3 separate regions of the Ovis aries genome follow, and all the other regions are linked to region 1. Evidence: chromatin contacts called from public Hi-C data. All regions are on one chromosome and are shown on one strand. Each heading gives the region's core, a stretch centred on a gene start, on an enhancer-like site or on the middle of the called end of the contact. The rest is flanking DNA. Distances are from core to core; before and after follow the strand shown. Region 1 overlaps ATXN1 (ataxin 1). Region 2 overlaps ATXN1 (ataxin 1). Region 3 overlaps ATXN1 (ataxin 1).

Evidence for each region. Hi-C and Micro-C count contacts between places; a contact is called where the count stands out from the background.
Region 2: a contact with region 1 is called in a Hi-C map of liver, with 4 times the contacts expected there. The contact joins two enhancer-like sites. A contact is called at or near these places in 3 of 16 Hi-C or Micro-C datasets (hypothalamus, liver and tail adipose tissue).
Region 3: a contact with region 1 is called in a Hi-C map of liver, with 3 times the contacts expected there. The contact joins two enhancer-like sites. A contact is called at or near these places in 4 of 16 Hi-C or Micro-C datasets (liver, mixed tissues, muscle and 1 more).

The regions. Positions count from the first base shown.
Region 1 is chr20:39,748,359-39,751,857 of ARS-UI_Ramb_v3.0, forward strand. The region is part of intron 5 of ATXN1 (ataxin 1); the gene reads left to right. Among named protein-coding and RNA genes, the nearest start is that of ATXN1, 160 kb to the left of the region's middle. Within about 2 kb of position 1,748, at least 18 of the 54 cell types and tissues checked have an H3K27ac peak or open chromatin away from gene starts, as enhancers often do. A contact at or near this core is called in liver, where this site is marked.
Region 2 is chr20:39,995,146-39,998,644 of ARS-UI_Ramb_v3.0, forward strand. All of the region lies in intron 8 of ATXN1 (ataxin 1), which reads left to right. Among named protein-coding and RNA genes, the nearest start is that of GMPR, 88 kb to the right of the region's middle. Within about 2 kb of position 1,971, at least 11 of the 54 cell types and tissues checked have an H3K27ac peak or open chromatin away from gene starts, as enhancers often do. A contact at or near this core is called in liver, where this site is marked.
Region 3 is chr20:39,606,830-39,610,328 of ARS-UI_Ramb_v3.0, forward strand. ATXN1 (ataxin 1) reads left to right here. Exons shown (of 11, transcript XM_060403504.1): 3 at 532-653. Among named protein-coding and RNA genes, the nearest start is that of ATXN1, 17 kb to the left of the region's middle. Within about 2 kb of position 1,947, at least 20 of the 54 cell types and tissues checked have an H3K27ac peak or open chromatin away from gene starts, as enhancers often do. A contact at or near this core is called in liver, where this site is marked.

The DNA.
Region 1 (3,499 bases), core at 498-2,997:
GGAAGCCTGAACACATAAAACAGAATTTAGTGTTGTCATAAAATGTAACTTACACAGGCGAGTTGATCGCCCAGGCAGCTCGTGATCCATTTCATTGGTATTGTACCGCATGGTCTTGGGGCATTAGTGGAAGCGGTTTTTCTGTAAATGACTCTAATCTGTACTACTCTTACACCATTAAAGTAATTTGGATAATTTTTCACTCCTTGATTTGCTTCCTAATGTCTATAATTAGTGTGGTTTTCTCTCTCCCGACGCAGTACGTTGTATGATACATACACGTGTGTGGATGTAGGATCACGTGTGCCCGACCTGAGTCCCACCTGGAACAGCTGGGCTTCCCCGAATCCACCTCTTCCAAAAACCCAAGAGTGAAGCATTTTTGTGATCCAACTCTTCTTTCTCTGTTGAGGGAAGTGCCTGCAGCTGTTCCCCATGGTCCGCTTGCTGTGTTCAGACCTGATCAAAGACCCTTGACTGATCTCCTGTCCACAGGGTCTTCTTCTGGGACAGGACCGGACAGGGAGCTGCCTGGTTTGTGCGTCTGGCTTCTGTGGCCCTTCCCACCAGGTCCTGATGCTTCCAGGGAAGTGCCTCCAGATGCTCAGCTGCATAATCCTGGCAGAGCCGACAGAACTGTTCGAGTCCCAGCCTGCATCCCTGATGCCACCTGAGAGCTCCCAGGGTACTGCCTGCAAGCGTCCCCTGCATTGCCTTCCATGAATCTCACCTCGGGGTGCCCTCCCCTTCCCCCGCCTCCTGCCTCAGTCTGCTTGTTTCTTTCCCTCTCTGCAGCTTCGTCTCTGCTTGTTAGCCCTACTCAGCATCCACGCCTCCCGCTTCTGGTTGAAGCCTCCCTGTTCTGTTGTGGTTTTGTCCTCTCCTGCCTCTCCAAACCTTGCAGAATGGTGATATTTGATTTGTATGATTCAGCTCAGGGATTTCCCTGGTGGTCCAGTGGTTAAGACTGTGTGTTTCCAATGCAGAGGGACATGGGGTTGATCCCTGGTTGGGGAACTAAGACTGCCCCATGTGGCATGGTCAAAAAAGAAAAAAAAGTCAAGCTCAGGCCGCCTCAAGAAGCCTGAATCTAGACCCGGGTTCGATCCCTGGGCCAGGAAGATCCCCTGGATGAAGGAAATGGCAACCCACTCCAGTATTCTTGCCTGGAGAATTCCACGGAGGGAGGAGCCTGATGGGCTCCAGTCCACAGGTCGTAAAGAGTCAGACAAGACTGAGCGACTTCACTTTCACTTTCCTCCCCCATTTACGGTGGGGTGGGGCCCTTTCTCTTTCTCCTGGGTCCTCTCTGCCCTTCTTACAACGTGCCTCTCCTTGTGGGAAATTTGTTTTAAATGAGGCCCTTGGCTGCCAGGGGCTCAAGGCTGTGTAAACTCAAATGCAGGGGCTGTTGGAGGTTTCCCCATGAAAAATCCATTACAGGCCGGCCTCAGAGATTCTGCAGATTGGGTCTGTAAGCAAATATTGCAGTAAAGCTAGTCACACGGGCTTTTGGGTTTCCCACCCAGTGCATGTTGAATTTGTGTCTACACTGCTCCAGGAGGGAGGGTGGAGACTGGGAGGCGGGGCGCAGTGAGGAACGGCATGGTATCTCTGGGTTTCTTGGACCAGGGAGTGGGGAGGAGAGGAGTGGATTGAGGAAGGGCTGAGATGCTGTCAGGCAGGCGAAGGGCCAGAGAAAAAGAGTAACAGAGAAGGACTAATCCCAAGCCTGCCTTTAGGGGGCGCCTGGCTCCATGGCCCAAGGCCACCAGCTTGGAGAAACCGGTAAGAATCAGGCTCCTAGGTCCTCAGCAATTCTGGCCCTTAGCAAATGTGGCTGGATCAGCCCTGGGCCGCATTTAGCTACACTTGGGAACCACTGTGTCCTTTCTAGGCGTGGTTTAGCCTTTGAGATAACAATGTGCCAACCACTTTATGATCATAATTATTATTATATTCTGTGATAAGAATTCCTACTTCATACACAAGTAACTGAGACTCAGTTACAGGGTTTTTGCCCACAGTCATAGTGGAGTATAAAACCCGGCCTGCGATTTCAGCGATTTTTACGGCAGGCCTGCACATGAAACAAAATAAGCTTTTAAAAATAGGGGAGTTACCTTATCTTGTCTCCCAGATCAGAAGGTTGGCTGCTAGCTGACGCTGGAATTTAAAGGCAAGTACAGCTTTTGACTCCTCTATTTAAAAATGAAAAGGTTTAAAGGAAACTTTTTAGGAGGCAAAACAATGATGAATATTCATTTTGAAACAATATGATGCCTCACTGGTGTTAATGTCTTCAGGGTAGGGGTGGAAAAGCTTGAGCAGAAACCCCCGGGGCCTAAGGGGAGGCACCTTAGGGAAGGATCCTGTGACAGGCAATTTGGGTCTGGACAGCTCTGTTTCACCTTCCTCTGAGATCAGAAAAATAGATATTGGGGCACATGCTTTGTTGCTTATGCTTAGCTCACCAAGGATAGTTTAGCGTGGGGGTAATATTCATTCCCTTGGCATGAATTTTGAAAACTTCAAGATTTACGATTTGAGAACCCTCGCTCTTGAAATGCATGAGAATTTTCTCATAGAAACAGATTCCTCTTGCCAAATAGATTCCACTTGCAAAAAATCTTCTAGTTACATTTCTCCTCTGAGTTACTGAAACAAATAGATTTTAAGTGTCTGGCTGGCTCAGGGATTGCATCCTGTTAGAAGGTCAGAACGGAAAAAAGATGGGTGTTAGCAGTGTTCCTGGAAGAATAAACTCGAAAATCCCTGAGGAGACTCTGGGTTCCACTTCTTATCCCATATCCTGCAGTCTCGTTTTTTTTTTCCCTCACTCTCAGTATAGTATCAATTCTGGCACTGAGTAATTCACTCTAGGTGTCTCATTAGAGTGAAGATGTCAATATTAAGAATTTCATTTTTATTTTAGCATTTTGATGGAGCTTTTGCCATTTTTCCCCCCTTGATTTTTTTTTTTTTTTTTTGGTGACTACCTGTAATAATTTCCAGAACAAGGCTGGCTTTGTTGTTTTCCTTCATCTTACCTCACCTGGCCTAGATAACATGCATTCCAAATTGTATTGAGAGTTTGCAGTGAGGCCGCTAAGCAACGGGCCCTAACAGCTGGGTCATTTTCTACGAATCAAAGGACATGACTTCAGTTTCCAGGTTTGGCTTTGGCTGGCTTGGTGAGTGCTGACATTTAACCCGTTTCAGCCTGTGCGCTTGGGGATGATTAAAGTTCCTGCCTGATTCATAACTTAGAGGTGATTGAACTTGTAAAGCATTTTGAGGCCTTTTTTTTTTCATTCATTTATTCAAACAAACATTTATCGTTGAATGAATGGTGACTTTGATTTTAAAACACTCTACCGACATAAAACACTGGCAGCTTGTAGATAGCAGGTTTTTTTTTTTTTTTAATTTGCTCTCCTAAAGGAATTTCATTACCAAATCCTTGTGAATCTTGAACCTCAAGAAGAATAATCTTGCC
Region 2 (3,499 bases), core at 721-3,220, 250 kb after region 1:
GATGAATGAGTATGTGAACACTTCCTGTGAGGTATGCTTGTTCAGTCAGCCTTGAAGATATCTAATTATGCTGTCATCCAGCACACCTTTCTCCATTTTGGAAATTTCAAGCATGTCAGAGCTGGGCGTACTTTTAACATTTAATCTAAACAAAGTGCCTTCTGCCTTTGCACTACACAGATCAACCTGTTTAATAATTCAGTAAAACAAGAGATTTGCATGCCGGGATTTCAAGAATCCTTGCCAAGCCCTAGTGACCCCTCCCATTGGGTCCAGGCGTTCTGTCTTTTAAATGGTCTCATGGTTTTTCCAGAACTGACACAGGCTCACCAGGCTCTATTTCCTCCTCTTTAAAACGAAAACTATGTATCTGTTGTGCATGGACATTACAAGCCAGTCATGGGTTTCACTCAAACTGAGAAACTCACAGAATGGAAGGTGCTGGGCAGAGCAACCCAGTGTATTTCCCTGACCTTGGGATGCATGTTAAGGATCGTATGTATCAGATTCTAGGCGTGTTTTCTATTCAGAGCAGTTAGTTCATATTTATGGGACTTGGAATCAGTAGGGATCATCTCATTTTCCTGTCACTTCTGAAACAAGCTGAATCCATGGTAATGGGTAGGGGGGGTTACAGGGATTTTTGAATGATAGCAAAGACAGAAGTGTCTTCCTTTATTAAAGGTTGCTTTTCCTCCCAGAGATGACTGAATCATAGGTATAATTTACAATAATAGTCTTTTTAAAGTGTTTAGAGTTTTCGAAGACAGAAAGAACCAGAAGAAAAGGAGCATCTGTTACTTAGAACTGTATCAAGTTTAGGTGACCTCAAAGGAAACAGCTGAGTTATCCCTAAATATTCCTGTATGTGCTAGTCGTTTCCGACTCTTTAGCAACCCCGTGGACTATAGACCACCAAGCTCCTCTGTCCATGGGATTTCCCAGGCAAGAATACTGGAGTGGGTTGCGATTCCCTTCTCCAGGGGATCTTTCCGACCCAGGGATCGAACCCAGGTCTCCTGCGTTGCAGGCGGATTCTTTACTGTTTGAGCCACTAGGGGAATAACCCTAAACATTAGCTGCTTGTCTCCAAGGCGCCATCAGTTCTGTCTGCTCACAGAACCTAGTTTGGTTCCCCAGCACTTACTCCATTAGAAAGAGGCTGAGATGTCTACTTAGGAGCTTAGGTGTACAGGCTGAGTTTCTTACCCCTTGCTGTGCATGTGAATCATCTGGGGACTTTGTTAAAATGCAGAGACTCTGAATCAGGAGCTTTGGATAGGACCTGAGTCTCTGCATTTCTAAAGCTGCTGGGGGAGCTGGTCTGAGGACCACACTTGGAATAGCAAGGCCATATGCCACTGAGCTAAATTTTAAGATACTGATGGAGAGAGAGAGATATATATAAATGTAGATGTGAAGATGCTTAAGATGACTCTATTCAGAACAGTGATTAACAGGCAAATCATACGTAGTAAACCCTATATAAATTTGTCTTGATCCATCTATTGACCCCTGTTCACTTCCCCTTTCCTAATAATAATGTTTAAACATGATCTGCCTGTGTGGCTCTTTGGTAACTTTGCAGTTATATAATCGTGCTCAGCCCCATGTTTCTGTTGCGGCAGGTGCATCCGGAGGCACACGCCTTGTCTGGGGGACTCAGGTGAACGAACCATTGGTGTGTTTCAGCACTGAAAAGGCAATTAGGGACATGAAGCCCATTTGTCTGCAGCTAGAAAGAAGCCCTAAAAGCAGACATCCACTCTCCTTTCTTCTCTTCTTTCCTAGTCTCTCTCTCTCTCTCTCTCTCCCTTTTCCCTCCTGTACTTTCTACCTTCATAGTTTTATCTCTGTTTTTTTTTTTTTTTTTTTCATCCCGTGAACCATCATCCAATGTACCAGGGACACAGTGGCGTCCTGTGGTGCCCTCTCGTGGCTCACTGAAAATATAGCTAGACACAGTCCCTACTCTCACAATGACTTCCCCTGCTGAGAGATACGGACAGCACAGAGAGCCAATGAAGCGCAGAACAGGGACACGTGCCCCAGAATTACAGTGACCCACGTCTGTAGCTGCACTGGTAAATAGGAAACATGGTCCTTCTAAATGTAGGAGGGTGAGCCGAAATTTATATCAGTCTGGCCCCAGGGTTGCTCCAGTTAATCTTTGTATCCTTGACTTAGTGTCAGTTATTATCTGGAAAAGATGTTTATCAATGGACCACTTTTCAGAAGAGTGCATTTGAATTTGTGTGTTAAGGCCGATATGTTTTAGTGGTCCATTAGCAGAAAAACCAGCCATGGAATCTATAATGAGATCTTTAAGGCCAACAAAGCCTCCCAGTGTCTCTCAAAACAAACAAAAAAACAGTGTATATAAACCAAGGCACTGCTAAGAACCAAGTCAGCATTGTTTTTTTCAGATTCACTGAAGCTGAGTTCTGTTTTAAAAAGTACCTTCAGAGGAGTTTTCTAGTTTTGTGTATGGTGTGTTCCATTGTGCAGCAATTTCACATTTGCATTGCTAATGGACCTCTTTGCAAACGTGTTTGACATTTTGCTTGGCTTTGAAAGGACTTTTATGCTGCTATTTTTTCCTTCCCTAGAGCTGCCTTGGGCTAATTAACCTATTCCCTTACTGGCTGGGCTGCTATATGCAAATACTCTCATTCTGGATTCTGACACACTACTCTTACATGAACATCCCTAATGAAATCCTGTGGGGTTTTATTGGAGCAGTGCTACTGTGGGGCCAGCAGGGGGCGCATGGAGCAGTTCACGTTGAGTCCATCTCCTAAATCACTTTCCTTTGCTAGTCCCAATGGGAATGCCAGTTTATGTTCTCTTTCTTAGAGTAACTTGAAACCTAGAGATAAAAGATCGGTATCAACACTTTTTAAGCAGTCAAAAGCGTCAACTGTTTTCAATTTTGGTAGTTTAGTTTTATTCTGTCGTTTTGAAAACAGCACTGGCATCTCAGTAGATTTGTATATATTAGGTGTAAATTACATGCCATGAACTTCCTAAGAGAAGGCTATACCTGGGGCTTAATAAAGCCGGAGGTTGGGAGGGTAATGCTGAAAACTGCTGCCTTATTTTGTCTGTTTTAACATCAGACTATAGAAAACAGGTCTGGGTAGGAGAAATGCTAAAACCCAGGACCTGGAATTCCCAGAACCTGATTCAGCAACTTTCCAGGATCACAGCACAAGACTGCTGACAGCCTGTAGGCAGCCCTCACATCTGCCTCCTGTTAGCCTAGTTCCTGTTGGTTCCACTGATGATCTGCCTCTTGCCAGGTGGACATCTGTCTGCCTACACAGTTCTGGTAACAGAGTTCGGTGGTTCCCAAAAGACTGAGATAGGTGTCCATGAAAACTGGCTCCCTACTTGTATGGCCAGGTTGAAACACACAGGCCTGATTGGTCTAGCAGAGGCTTCATCTCCAGGGTTCATGGTGGACTGGCCCTTTCCAAGAAGAGGGTGGAGAGTATGG
Region 3 (3,499 bases), core at 697-3,196, 140 kb before region 1:
TGAGTATATGCATACTTAAATTTTTTTTCTGCATTTGATTCTTTTTTTCTATCCCATTAGACTGGTATGCTAACAACTGCTCTGTGTCATGATTGTGCCTAAAGTTGCATGTTGATAGTAAGATATGCCTCATGAAAATTAGACTTTGGCTCAATTACTGTTCAGTCCATGCCCATTTCCACCTGATAGTCCCGTGATGACCAGCACGTGTTTATGAGGTGATTCGTTAGAATCTTAGAGAAAAGATAGACAGTAGCTGGCTCAAATGGAGAGACCAAGCTTTTAATTTGATTGAAGGGATGACCTTTTTGTGTGTTGGCCTCCCTCCGAGCCCTGTTGAATCAAACCAGACCTGCCTTTCGAGCTGGCTGGTGCCTGTGTAATTCTCATAAAACGATGCAAAATTTGACGTTCTTGAAGTTTAGATTTCCCTGCATGGTGTCTCCAGGTGGAATTATTATTATTTTTTAAAGCCATTCATGCTGTTTCTCATTTTGGATTTCCTCTTCTGCACCCCCTGGACCACTGCAGGAGGATCTGGCTGCAAATCACCGAGCTGTTCCATTCAAGCTGCAGATTTGTCTGTCGTCTTTGGACAGCAGTCTCCTCCTCCACGGCTGCTTCGGGGGAGTCCGGAGTCCGACACCCATCAGGTAAGAGTTTTGCCATGCTCTCTGGTTTCTATCTGAGGATAAAGTCTGGCCTTGGAAAATCGCCTACTAGTCGTACTTCAGCACTTTACAGACTGTTGAAGATAATTGCCTTTGCAAACTACTGTGTGGGAAATTGAGAAATCGCAGAGGTTTTTTTTTTTTTTAAACTTGGATTAAGGTATCCTCCTTTTTGATTTATTTGGTTAATGATGTAGTCTGCCTCTGCCTTGCCGATGGTTCATTATTGTGTGCTGGGGTTGAGCCTGATCATTTTAATTGTCACCTGTGCTTGGAGCTGATGGGCAAGTTTTGTTACCAAACGGTTACCTTAAGTCACTGTCTCCATGTTTTAGGTTGTGGTTGTTGTGTGACCGCAGTGCAGGGAGATAGCTTGTTGGTTCGGTAGCAACCCATGTTGGTTGGATCTTGAATTTCTCGGTGTCTGTTTGGGATTTGACAACTTCCTGCTTTCTTCATGTACAGTAAATTTTTCTGACCTGGAGAGTCATGCAGACACAGGGTGGATGCAGGGTTGATGACTCATGGTTCTCTGTTGAAAGGAAGACTGCCTGCCTAGAATCAGGAGAGCAGGGGAAGTTAGTTTGAAATTGGGGCAATAAGGGCTTGGGAACACTGGTATTCGCAACCAGAGGAGATTGTGAAATCGATCCCCTTTTTCTGTTTGCCTTGGGAGTAGTCCTGCTCCAAGCTGTGGAAATAGACTAGTTCAGAGGTTCTCGAGCCTGGCGGGACACCAGAATCTCCAGGAGAGGTTAGAAAAAAAAGAAAAAAATAGAACCGGGACTCCACCCTAGACCCACTGAATCCAAAGGAACCGGAATGGTCTCTTGGAGTCACACTGACGTTCCACTGCTGTGGCGTGGGCTGGATCTGGTGGTCTCTGGGCAGCTCTTCCCAAGTCATGTTCTGTTTCTTTCCCTGATAAGATGCACCAACCACTTTTATCCAACCTTACATACAGAAATTTGGATTTTCAGCTCATATTTAAGAGGCTAATCCTTGCTTTATCAGAATGTTCATTTTGAAACTGATTCACTAGATTTCTTTAAATAAAGAGCTTGCTCCTCACCCCTGACACCCTGCTTCTAAGGTCCAGTTTTTTAAGTTCTATATAAATTCCATGGTATTTAAAATAAGGACGCGAGGCTCTGGAACCAGCCTGTCTGAATTTAAGATGTAGAACTGCCGCTATGACCCGGGGCAGTCCTGTAACCTTCCTGGGCCACAGTCTCTTCATGTGTAAGATGGAGATCATATGAGAACTAGGGCTGCTGTGAGGTTGGAATGATGTAATATTTGTACACTGGGCAGAATAGTAACCTGGTGTATAGTTTATGATCCATGAACATAAGCTATCACTGTGAGCATGTGACTTGTCTTGACAGGGTGATTGTAACGTTCTTGTTTGGTGATGGTTGCTCCTTAACCATAAGTGACGAGGAGTAAGTAAATATCCCTGTACCTTGGTCTTTGGACCAACACTGTGGACATTTGCAGCCCTGAAAGCCAAAGGGCCTTTTATTTATTTTTCTGGATTTTATGTTAGTCTGCCTCGATTCCTGACACAGGATCCCTGTGTGTTGTTTTTCTACTGTAGGATGAACTGCTGAGTTGCAGGCGTAAGTGAAGTTATTTGTGGTCTGAGTGAAAACGCACACACACACACACCTGAATGATTGAAGTACGGTGACTCAGGAAGGGGGATCAGTAAAGTCCTACTGGGGTGCAAGGCAGGGGAGGGGGGAAGTTATCACACACGTTCTGTCCTTTTGTAAAATATGGAACTGGGTACTTTATATTTTATGGGCTGTGGGTTAGGGAGGTGTCTTTTAAAAGGAAATAGAATAATTATGTGCAGAGGGAAGCCTCATGAGGTCTATAAGTATCAACTCCATTGAAAGGGGTGCAATGTCTTATTGCTAGTTTCTCTCTTAGGGGTATTATCCATTTTAGGCAGAAAGTTCTCACACTGACATTTTTGGGGAAGTAGCTTAATTGCACATGCAGTTAATACATATGCAATTTTTTTTTAACCTGCAGTGTTTAAAGAGTCATGTGTTAAAACGAGAATGTCTCAAGAATTTTATTATGAAAAAATCAGGCAGCAAACAGTCCTGTCTCTCAGTCAGTACGTGAAGCTTATTGAGAAGAGATCTAGGTTTTTGTAGTACATAGTACAGTGCATTAAGGGTTATAGGAATGTTTGTATTGTATTACTGACAAAGTAGTACAGAGTCACCTTGAGTTTTAAGCAGCTGACATGTCCTAGGATCACATTTAAAGGAAGCTTATAAGTATCAGCTAAACATGTTGCATAAATAATGGCCTCATTACAGTCCTCACAACTGATAGCTAAACGTGAGCAGGGAAACAGTATCTTTCATGTTGTACTTTTATAGTCATTAGGTTTTTTGTTTTTTTTTTTAATAAAACCTAGATTACAGTTATTTTAGGTTCTAGCTATTTTATCAATAGGATGTTTTTGTTGTTTACCTGCTAAGTTGTGCCTGAATCCTTGTGACCCCCATAGACTGTAGCCCACCAGGCTCCTCAGTCCATGGGATTTCCCAGGCAAGAATACTGAAGTGGGTTGCCATTTCCTTCTCCGGGGGATCTTCCCAACCCAGGGATCGAACCTGCATCTCCTGCATTGGCAGGCGGATTCTTTACTGCTGGGCCACCAGGGAAGCCATATCAATGATATAGCTATAGCAAGTTACGACTTACCTCGTTCATAGGCATGGTCTATATGAAGAAATGATTCATTCATTTATTCACTGTGTACTTTTTTTTTTTTTGTACTACTGCACAGAGTGAGTAAGAGC